3 separate regions of the Mus musculus genome follow, and all the other regions are linked to region 3. Evidence: chromatin contacts called from public Hi-C and HiChIP or PLAC-seq data. All regions are on one chromosome and are shown on one strand. The core of a region is the stretch at or near the end of the contact, and the rest is flanking DNA. Distances in the headings are between cores, read along the strand shown. Region 1 holds the start of Rps23 (ribosomal protein S23). Region 2 overlaps Atg10 (autophagy related 10). Region 3 overlaps Atg10 (autophagy related 10).

What was found. Hi-C and Micro-C count contacts between places; a contact is called where the count stands out from the background. HiChIP or PLAC-seq counts read pairs in DNA pulled down with a chosen protein or histone mark.
Region 1: an H3K27ac HiChIP or PLAC-seq map of embryonic stem cells shows a contact between it and region 3, with 2.6 times the contacts expected there. The contact joins the promoter of Rps23 here to the enhancer-like site in region 3. A contact is called at or near these places in 1 of 39 promoter capture datasets (liver), 1 of 15 datasets of contacts at CTCF or cohesin (the G1E-ER4 cell line), 3 of 484 Hi-C or Micro-C datasets (the G1E-ER4 cell line, liver and nephron progenitors), 4 of 115 datasets of contacts at active chromatin or transcription factors (embryonic stem cells and memory CD8 T cells) and 1 of 9 other capture datasets (pancreatic islet).
Region 2: a Hi-C map of cerebral cortex shows a contact between it and region 3, with 1.7 times the contacts expected there. The contact joins two enhancer-like sites. A contact is called at or near these places in 1 of 15 datasets of contacts at CTCF or cohesin (the G1E-ER4 cell line), 5 of 484 Hi-C or Micro-C datasets (the 63-12 cell line, the G1E-ER4 cell line, adipose-derived mesenchymal stem cells and 2 more), 1 of 115 datasets of contacts at active chromatin or transcription factors (kidney) and 1 of 9 other capture datasets (embryonic stem cells).

The regions. Positions count from the first base shown.
Region 1 is chr13:90,921,752-90,924,451 of GRCm38.p6, reverse strand. It overlaps Rps23 (ribosomal protein S23), which reads right to left and starts at 1,330. Exons shown (of 4, transcript NM_024175.3): 1 at 1,253-1,330; 2 at 706-865; 3 at 6-126. The coding sequence starts at 1,256.
Region 2 is chr13:90,966,308-90,969,007 of GRCm38.p6, reverse strand. The region is part of intron 5 of Atg10 (autophagy related 10); the gene reads left to right. Among named protein-coding and RNA genes, the nearest start is that of Gm46434, 36 kb to the right of the region's middle. Within about 2 kb of position 1,372, at least 26 of the 459 cell types and tissues checked have an H3K27ac peak or open chromatin away from gene starts, as enhancers often do. A contact at or near this core is called in cerebral cortex, where this site is marked.
Region 3 is chr13:91,177,502-91,180,201 of GRCm38.p6, reverse strand. All of the region lies in intron 2 of Atg10 (autophagy related 10), which reads left to right. Among named protein-coding and RNA genes, the nearest start is that of Atg10, 45 kb to the left of the region's middle. Within about 2 kb of position 1,356, at least 67 of the 459 cell types and tissues checked have an H3K27ac peak or open chromatin away from gene starts, as enhancers often do. A contact at or near this core is called in cerebral cortex and embryonic stem cells, where this site is marked.

The DNA of each region.
Region 1 (2,700 bases), core at 81-2,580, 260 kb after region 3:
GTCACCTCAATGAAGTTCAGGCAGCCATCATTGGGCACGAACGCTGTGATCTTCTTCCCGTTCTTAATGAGCTGCACCCTGACGCACTTCCTGATGGCAGAATTTGGCTGTTTGGCCTCAACCCCTCTGCAATATCAATGGCACATGTGAAGTCAGTAAGGTTTTTAAAATTCGATTAAGAATAAAAGTAGAAGCAGCTCCTAGTCAATCCAGTCTCAAATCCTGCAGATGCCACTATTTTAATGAAGTTTTTACAGGCAAAATCGAACTTTAGCGCCACTGGAGTGGTAAAAATGAGGATTCAAACTCTTGTTGCGAAATTTGTGAACGCCACACACAAAAAAAAAAAATCATCACTCTAAAAAGCCAATGCACCAGAAACATGCCAGAAAAGGAATTTTCTCAACTCCAAAAAGATACTAAGAATGTACCAGCTGCTTAAGGTATAGCCCCCCCCCCAACTGTTCAATGTATGCTTTAGTATGTACTATATTACTTTTACTTCTTCCATTCCTTCCAGACTACAGCCGAAATTAAAAACTTTAGTAATCTCATCCCTGGCCGAACATAAACAAGCACATTTCCCATTTTTTCCTTATAAAAACCCCAACCAACGCAGGCTCAGGATCTTTTGCGACTTTTGAAGAACTACTTCGTTCTCAACTACGGTAAACCATCGCTTCTAGCGCGCAGCTTTTGACTTACACTTTTTCCAGCACAATTCCCTTTGCATGAGAGGCACCCCCAAACGGATTGGCCTTCAGGGCTGTGCCCAAGTGGGCTTTCTTGTACTGTTTGTCATGCCACTTCTGGTCCCGTCGGTGACTGCGGAGCTTCCGGGCAGTTCGGAGACCACGACACTTGCCTAAAAAACACACATCACTGAATGCTCCGCAAACCGAGCCCGCGCTTCCGCACACGAGCTTCAGCAGAAGGGACGTTTGCGCCAGAGACCTGTGGCTCCTCTTAGCACGTGGGCCAATTACCCTCGAAATCCCCTAACTCGGAGCTGCACACAAACCCAGGCTGGGGCCTTTACGCTTACTTAAATTTCCAGGGTAATGGGTCCCGGCAAGGCCGCCCGAAGGCCGCAGGAACTCTTCCGTATGGCCACGTGCCCGCGGGACGGCGCCCCTTCTCCCGACCTCCGCCCGGTTACAGCCCTACTCTCCGCTCTATCTCCCCACGATAGGCCGTATCCCGAGCTCTAGAGCCCTGCGGCGGCCCCTCAGCCCAGCCCCGCACAGCTCACCCATCTTGCCGGCGCCACGGGCCCAAGAGAAAGAGAGAGGAGGTGCAGGAAGGACCCACAAGGCATTGCGGGAAGCCCCGCCCAGCCGAAGGCCCCGTGCGGCTGTCCAAGCGGCGCCTGTACCGGGGAGTGTGTGGGTGGAGGAAACGATTCAGTGCCTCCACTTTTGTGAGACACAGAGTTTTGTTTAATATGTATCAAATCCAAAGCAATTTCATTTACGCTGTTATTTCCTTTTCAGGCAAATGACAAGGCTAGAGGAATACGGACTACCAATCCCAGAAATCTTTGCGCTAACTGCTCACTGCGCAGGCGTCCTCTGCAACTCCCTCAACCCACCCCCCCACCCCCCCACACCTCAGGCCCAGGGCTGGGCGGTGCTAATTCGGAAAGGGCGGAGCGGGGTGGGGCTGGACGGAGTAGGAGGTTCCCAGCGTCAGTAAATTGTAAATTTTAGTGAGGCAATGATTCAGTGATGAAAAATCGATTATTTTTGTTGTTGTTGTTTCTAGCCAGACTTGAGCTTTAAACAGTGAGCTGACATTTGTTGGTTGTGCGTCCTTGCTTAATTCTAGTACCTTTACAACCCGAATCTTTCCTGTAGTTTTTCTGGGATGTTGAGTCACATAAAAATGAAAATTTTAATGTCTTTGCACTGGATATTTGGCAGTTAAGAGAACGAAGATTTTTCTCGTTAAGTTTATATTCTAGGTAAAGGGACAGAGCCTATAAATATAAAAAAATATCTTTACACACTGACAAATGTTATAGAAAAATGAAGCTTTTTAGTGAAGGGGTGGACTTTAAGAAGGTATCCCTGTAGGTTACATTTGAGCTGGGAGCCTATATTTAGCATAGGATACAGCCTTCCAGAAGTGAAAGGTGGTTCTCTTGTCAATTGAACTGAGAGATTAAAAAAAAAAAGCAACAGTGGTTCTGAAAGCCTGGGCATTACAGAACTTTACAGCTGGGCATGGTGGTGCATGCCTTTAATCCCAGCACTTGAGAGGCAGAGGCAGGTGAATTCCTGAGTTTGAAGCCAGCCTGGTCTACAGAGTGAGTTCCAGGACAGCCAGGGCTACACAGAGAAACCCTGTCTCAAAAACAACCAAACAACCAAACAAACCAAACAAACAGAACTTTACCGCAGTAAAGCCTTCTGAAACTCTCCTCTGATATTAAATCTTTAGATTTAAGCTGGGGATTCTTTTTTTTTTTTTTTTTTTTTTTTTAGATCTGTTTATTTTATGTATGTAAGTACACTGTAGCTCTACAGATGGATGTGAGCCTTCATGTGGTTGTTGGGAATTGAATTTTAGGACCTCTGCTCCCCGGTCGGCCCTGCTTGCTTGGGTCAACTCCATTTGCTCAGTCCCTGCTCTCTCAGGCCCAAAGATTTATTTATTATTATACATAAGTACACTGTAGCTGTCTTCTAACACTCCAGA
Region 2 (2,700 bases), core at 123-2,622, 210 kb after region 3:
GTGATTAGGCATACTCTAAAAGACGGTCTGGAAAAGTTGTCTGGACCAAGTTACAAGAAAAACAGAGACCTTTGCAGTTGAGACTTTATCATGTAGGTATAGATTTTTAGCCAGGCAAACCCCAAATCTATTAATCAGGCATTATCCTGTGACGCAGAGCTCTGATTGGTTGTTGACAGAGATTTATGTTCCCAAAATGATTGAGCAAGGGATGATATCAGGTTAGCATTTGAGTTTCTGTAGTGAATGAAAACGGAGAAAGAATGAAAAGCCTGAACTAGAGCCGGCTGGAGGAGAGATGCTCGCCAGAGTTCATTTTGGGACTAACTTCCAATAGGTGAAAAGAAATGGGAGTGTTTGGTGGAAGCTGTGCTTTGGGTGGGGGTGGGGGTGGGGGTGCTGAAAGATGCTTTGGAGAATTAAGGGGTCAGAGCAATGAAGTGAAAGGAGATTTCAAAACAGTCCTTCAGTGAAAGTGAACTTCTGAGCCTCTGGAGGTGTTCATCTGAAAGGCTCTTCCTGTCACTATGGGGAGTTGGTGTCTCTGGAGGTCTTGAGTAGACAGAATGGGTTGTTCACTTGAGTTAAAGAAAAAGGTCTGTGTCTGTTGTCAGCTGTAAAACTAAAGGAATGCGAAAGTTAGATTTTTCAAAATTACATGGTTTAAACTTTTTGTTTTATGCATGAAAACTGATATTTCTACAAATATGTGGGTGTCACCACATAGCAGATATGCAGATGTTTAGTCAACTGACACAATAATTGAGCCCTGTACTTGTTCAGTATGAAAATGTACCAAGTAAAAGACTCCAAGATTTGTGAATTTAAGAAATAGATTTCCTCATTGCCAGTGCAAAGTAGTTTGGCTAGATCATATTTGAAGGAGAATGTTGTAATCTTAAAAACTACCATACCAGCTAACTATTACAGTGCCCCTCAGTTAATGCAAAGACATGAGAGCTATAGCATTAGAGGAGCTTTTTGCTCATGTTTGCCTTTGAATCACGTGAGTCACTAGGGAAGACGAACATCCTGGGTTTTAAGTTGACCGTACCCACATGTTTGTGAACCTTCACAGCTGGAAGGCAGTATGAAGACGGCATTGTGGCAAGGAGATGCTTTCTTATAAAGAAAAGCACTTAGCTTTTCAAGCAGATTCCAGATTAGCCAGCTGTTGCTTCCTAGACAGGCCACAGGAGTCTAGAACCAATGACGTTGGCTTCTCTATTGAGGGGGAAGATGTGGTGGTTGTAGCACTGGCTGTGGTCTCCATCTCCTTAGCTTATGTCAGCCTGTCACAGCCGGGCTCCTTCTCTGCCTGTTTCTCCTCAGCAGCAAGCCTAGCATCCATGCCTACAGTGTGGTGGATGGCTCTCTGGCGGTCTCTGCTGGCGGATGTTCTACATGTTTCCAGGAGGAACAGCCCAAGACTGACTCTATTAGAGAATTTTGAAAAAAAAAAAAGTGTAAATACATAAATAACAAATATACTAAAGTTCCCTGTTGTGAACCTAAGTGAAGTTTTAACTTGTAGCTATAACTCTGAAGCAGACAATGTGTACAAGCATCTTTGAGTGTGCACATAATGAATGTATAGCCCTGTTTCTTGGTTGAAGGGAAGAAATTAATCATTTAAAGTCAATTCATGGTATGTGTGCATGTGTGTGTTTAAGTTCTTAAAGCTCATATGTCTCTAATTTTTCTAGCAGGCACTTTTCAGCATATGTCAGCATGTTTGTAGGTTTTCTCATTGTTTTTGTTAGCATTTAGATTGCCAGCAAGCCTTCAACCTGAGCATTAAATCTTTTAATTATTATAGTCATTGATGGCCATATTTCCAGATTACAATCTTCCATGAACAGATGAATTGGAGATATTGATTTGTTATATTAAAGAGAACTAATGTGTGTGTTTCCATGCATATATTAGCATATTGCATCAGAGATCATGTCTCATCTCTTTCCCATTTTTTTTTCATTTTAATTCTTGATAGAGCATGTATAATCAGTGAAATAAGCATCATCCATTAGTGAGCTTGGTCTTCCCTGAAGTATTACTATGCTAAACAATCCTATTACCAAAGCATTATTTTGATAGTTTATTAAAAGTCCTGCAGCTCTCACATTGCTATACTCAAACACAGCTTTATGCAATTAAAGTTATAATAGGAACTTTATTACAATGATATATAACTTGTATCACCCTAATAAAAGTTCCTGTACACAGCGATGCTTTAATAATGCTGTTTCTGTAACACTGCTTCCTTCGTAATGGGGACTTCTCTCATGGCAACTTCATTATTAGGAAATGATCTCAGTAATAGAAATGCAAATACAGATTTTGAAAGGAGCGTTGTGTGCACGGCTCCATTATTGACCTGCTGTCTTCTCATGCATTGCATATCATCATTATAAGCCAACCATGTAGATTATAGTTACGATTACGGCCATGCTGTTACAGTTTAGCATTCGTGTCATTCCAGGGAAACACTGACTGCCATTTTAAGATGAAATTTGGGAGTTAAAATTATTTAAATTTTAATTAAAATTAGAATCAAAAGCATTAAAAATGACTTACAAAACTTTCTCTGATTTTTATTGTATCATAGATAGAGGAGACATCGGCCCTTAAAATGGGGTGTTCCCTTGATGTTCTCACCGTCTTCTCAATAGATGTATGAGAATAATGCTTTAAGGGAAA
Region 3 (2,700 bases), core at 107-2,606:
TGTAGCTGCACTCCAGAATGTGGCAGCTACTGCTCACATGTGGTAATTGAAATACAGATTTAGGTTAAATAACATTGGGAAGTTTGGTTTCCTAGTTGGATTAGGTGGTTCCCTGTGATGTCTGCCTGCCTCTCAGATAGTGCAGAGTAGTTCCATCATCAAACGTGTCTCCCAGGCAAAGGCATCCTCACAGGTCTACCCTGCCAAGTCAGCTGCGTCCCAAGCCAGAGCTCAGCTCCCACTGGCCTTTACCTCCTGCTCCCTAACCTTTCTGTTAGTTGGCAGCAGGGCTCTGTCTTCTCCTCTATTGTAAAGAATCCTAACTGAGGAAGAAGGACATTGCGGTGATCACTAGTTGCTAATTCATGTTACAGTTTTGCTTGCATCAGGTGTTTTCGTGTTACTGTTTTTGTCCCCCTGTCCTCATCTTGTCCAGTCAGTATAACAGCTGCAGATGGAGTCCCAGAGCTTCCGAGTGTGGCAGTTTGGCACACGTGCTTCTTCCTGGTGACACGGAGCCCCTGTGGCTTAGCATTGCGCTTGCATGTCTAGTAGCTCCAGTGTCTGTTTAATTGGATTCTTTTGCCTAAATTTAGGATTTTATTTTTACTGGTGCTAAGTAAAAATTTTGCCTGTTATGACTTGTTTTTGTTAATCCTTGATCTGCTCAGTTGACAAACCCTTGTTGTTATAATATAAGGATTTGATAAGACCGTTTGTGGCAGTGGGGGCTCAACAGGTCACGTCAGATCTCCTTTTGAAGAATGCTCTCTGAGCAGGCTGTCTTACAGGAGTGAGTTTACTCCTTGGCCAAGCAGTTTAGAATGCTTTCAGAAGTGGGTAATCCTGAGTATTGGGTCTGCAAATCACCAAAGCTGTGAAATGTATAGAGAATGGAGTCTGTTGCAGGTATGCAAAGCAGTGGATTGAGGGTGCAGTGTTGATGAGAAGAATTTACTATATGGAAGGAAGTTATCAAGGTTAGTTAGGAAAAACAGTGTGTGTTAGTAAATTCAGGAGAACACACATGGCTTACAAATACCACATAGCCAAACAAAGGGGGGCAACTGTAGGGTATTTCCATTCTTGTGACCACAAAAGTGAGTGAGCCAGAACATACTGGGAATTAAACAAAGTAGGGTTAAGTTTTCATTAAAGGCTGTGCTATGCATTCACCATTCCTGGTTGCCCTGGCAACGGGGCTCCTTCGAATGCTAATGACATTATAATGAGAAAAAAGCCCACATATGCAAATGCAGTAAATAGTAATTAGAGGCAGAGCCATACGTGGAATGGCGAGCCCCACCTTGTGAAGGTCTGGGAGGAGTTGGTGAGGGGTTTGTATTGGAGACAAAGAGTTGGCACAAGAAGGGGTTTGTGTTCAGCAGAAAAGGCTGAGTTGAGGCTGGTCATAGCCTCCTCTAGCGTGCATGACCTGCAGATACCTCGTTTCCCTGGCAGAATTTAGTCAGTCAGAAGTCTTGTGGTTGGAGGACCACATTGTTTCAACTGTTCTACCTGTTGGCATCACTGTATGGAAAGAATCTTAGCTGTGTGCCTGCTAAGCCTTGGGGCCCCTGCAGCATGTTGCTGCCTGCAGTTCTTTCTCTGCCCACACCAGGCAGGGCTGGGCCTGCCCAGGCAAGGCAGTGGGACCAGGGTGTGTGTCTGTGAAGAGACACAGAAGACAACTCTGGGTTCCTTCAGATACGTAGGGGGCCGATGAAGGAAACCGTTTGGTTAATATAAGGTGTATTTGAGTAGTAATACATGCTGGGACATCACTGGGGATGTGCAAAGTTATATGTCTCACAAGTGTGGCACATGGAGTTTTTGATTTGCCTCATTGGTTAAAATCAGCGACTGCAAATCTGTGCTCAGTTTAATTCTCTTCCCTCTGTTTCATTTGTTCAGTTCTTCTGTTTTTATTACCATATGTCTGCTGGTATGCAGTGTTTTTCTGATTTTGTTTTTTTTGTAGAACTGGCTAGAAAACTTATTTCCTGCTTCATATTACCCCAATTCTTTGGTCTTTTGGTGGTAATGGACTCCCAGATAGTTGGATAAAAATTACCAGGGATGACTATTTCAATTCATTCATTCTTCTGATCTTTTTTAATTTTAAAAATTTACAGTGGAGCACATATTTTTTGTGAAAACTTTGCATTAAAAATGGAGTAATATAGAAGCATATGATAAATGTTGGGTATAACAGTGATAGAACACTTAGCTTAGCACACATGATGCCTAGATTAGCCTCTACCACTTAAAAAGAAAATACAGTAAAATGTATTTGTCATCTTTGCTCTGGGGACTGAGTGCTGGCCTTTCATGTCCTCTGCCACTGAACTTCACTGTCAGCCCATGTATTTTTTATTGCAACAATCTCAAGTTTCTTAGGCATATCTCCATTCTACCTATCAGACCCTGAGCCTAAGCTTCTCAGATCATCAGTGCTATGAGTGAATTTCAAATCCCTGTCCTCTGTATGTCAACTGGTGTTGTAGATGATGCACCCTAGTGAGCCATGGATGTGTAGTGAGTGGATTGCTATGAGCCAGGGACTTTTAATACTGCTCTCTTCTCTCTTCTCTCTTCTCTCTTCTCTCTTCTCTCTTCTCTCTTCTCTCTTCTCTCTTCTCTCTTCTCTCTTCTCTTTTCTCTTCTCATCTCTTTTTTCTCCCTCCCTTCCTCCTTCCT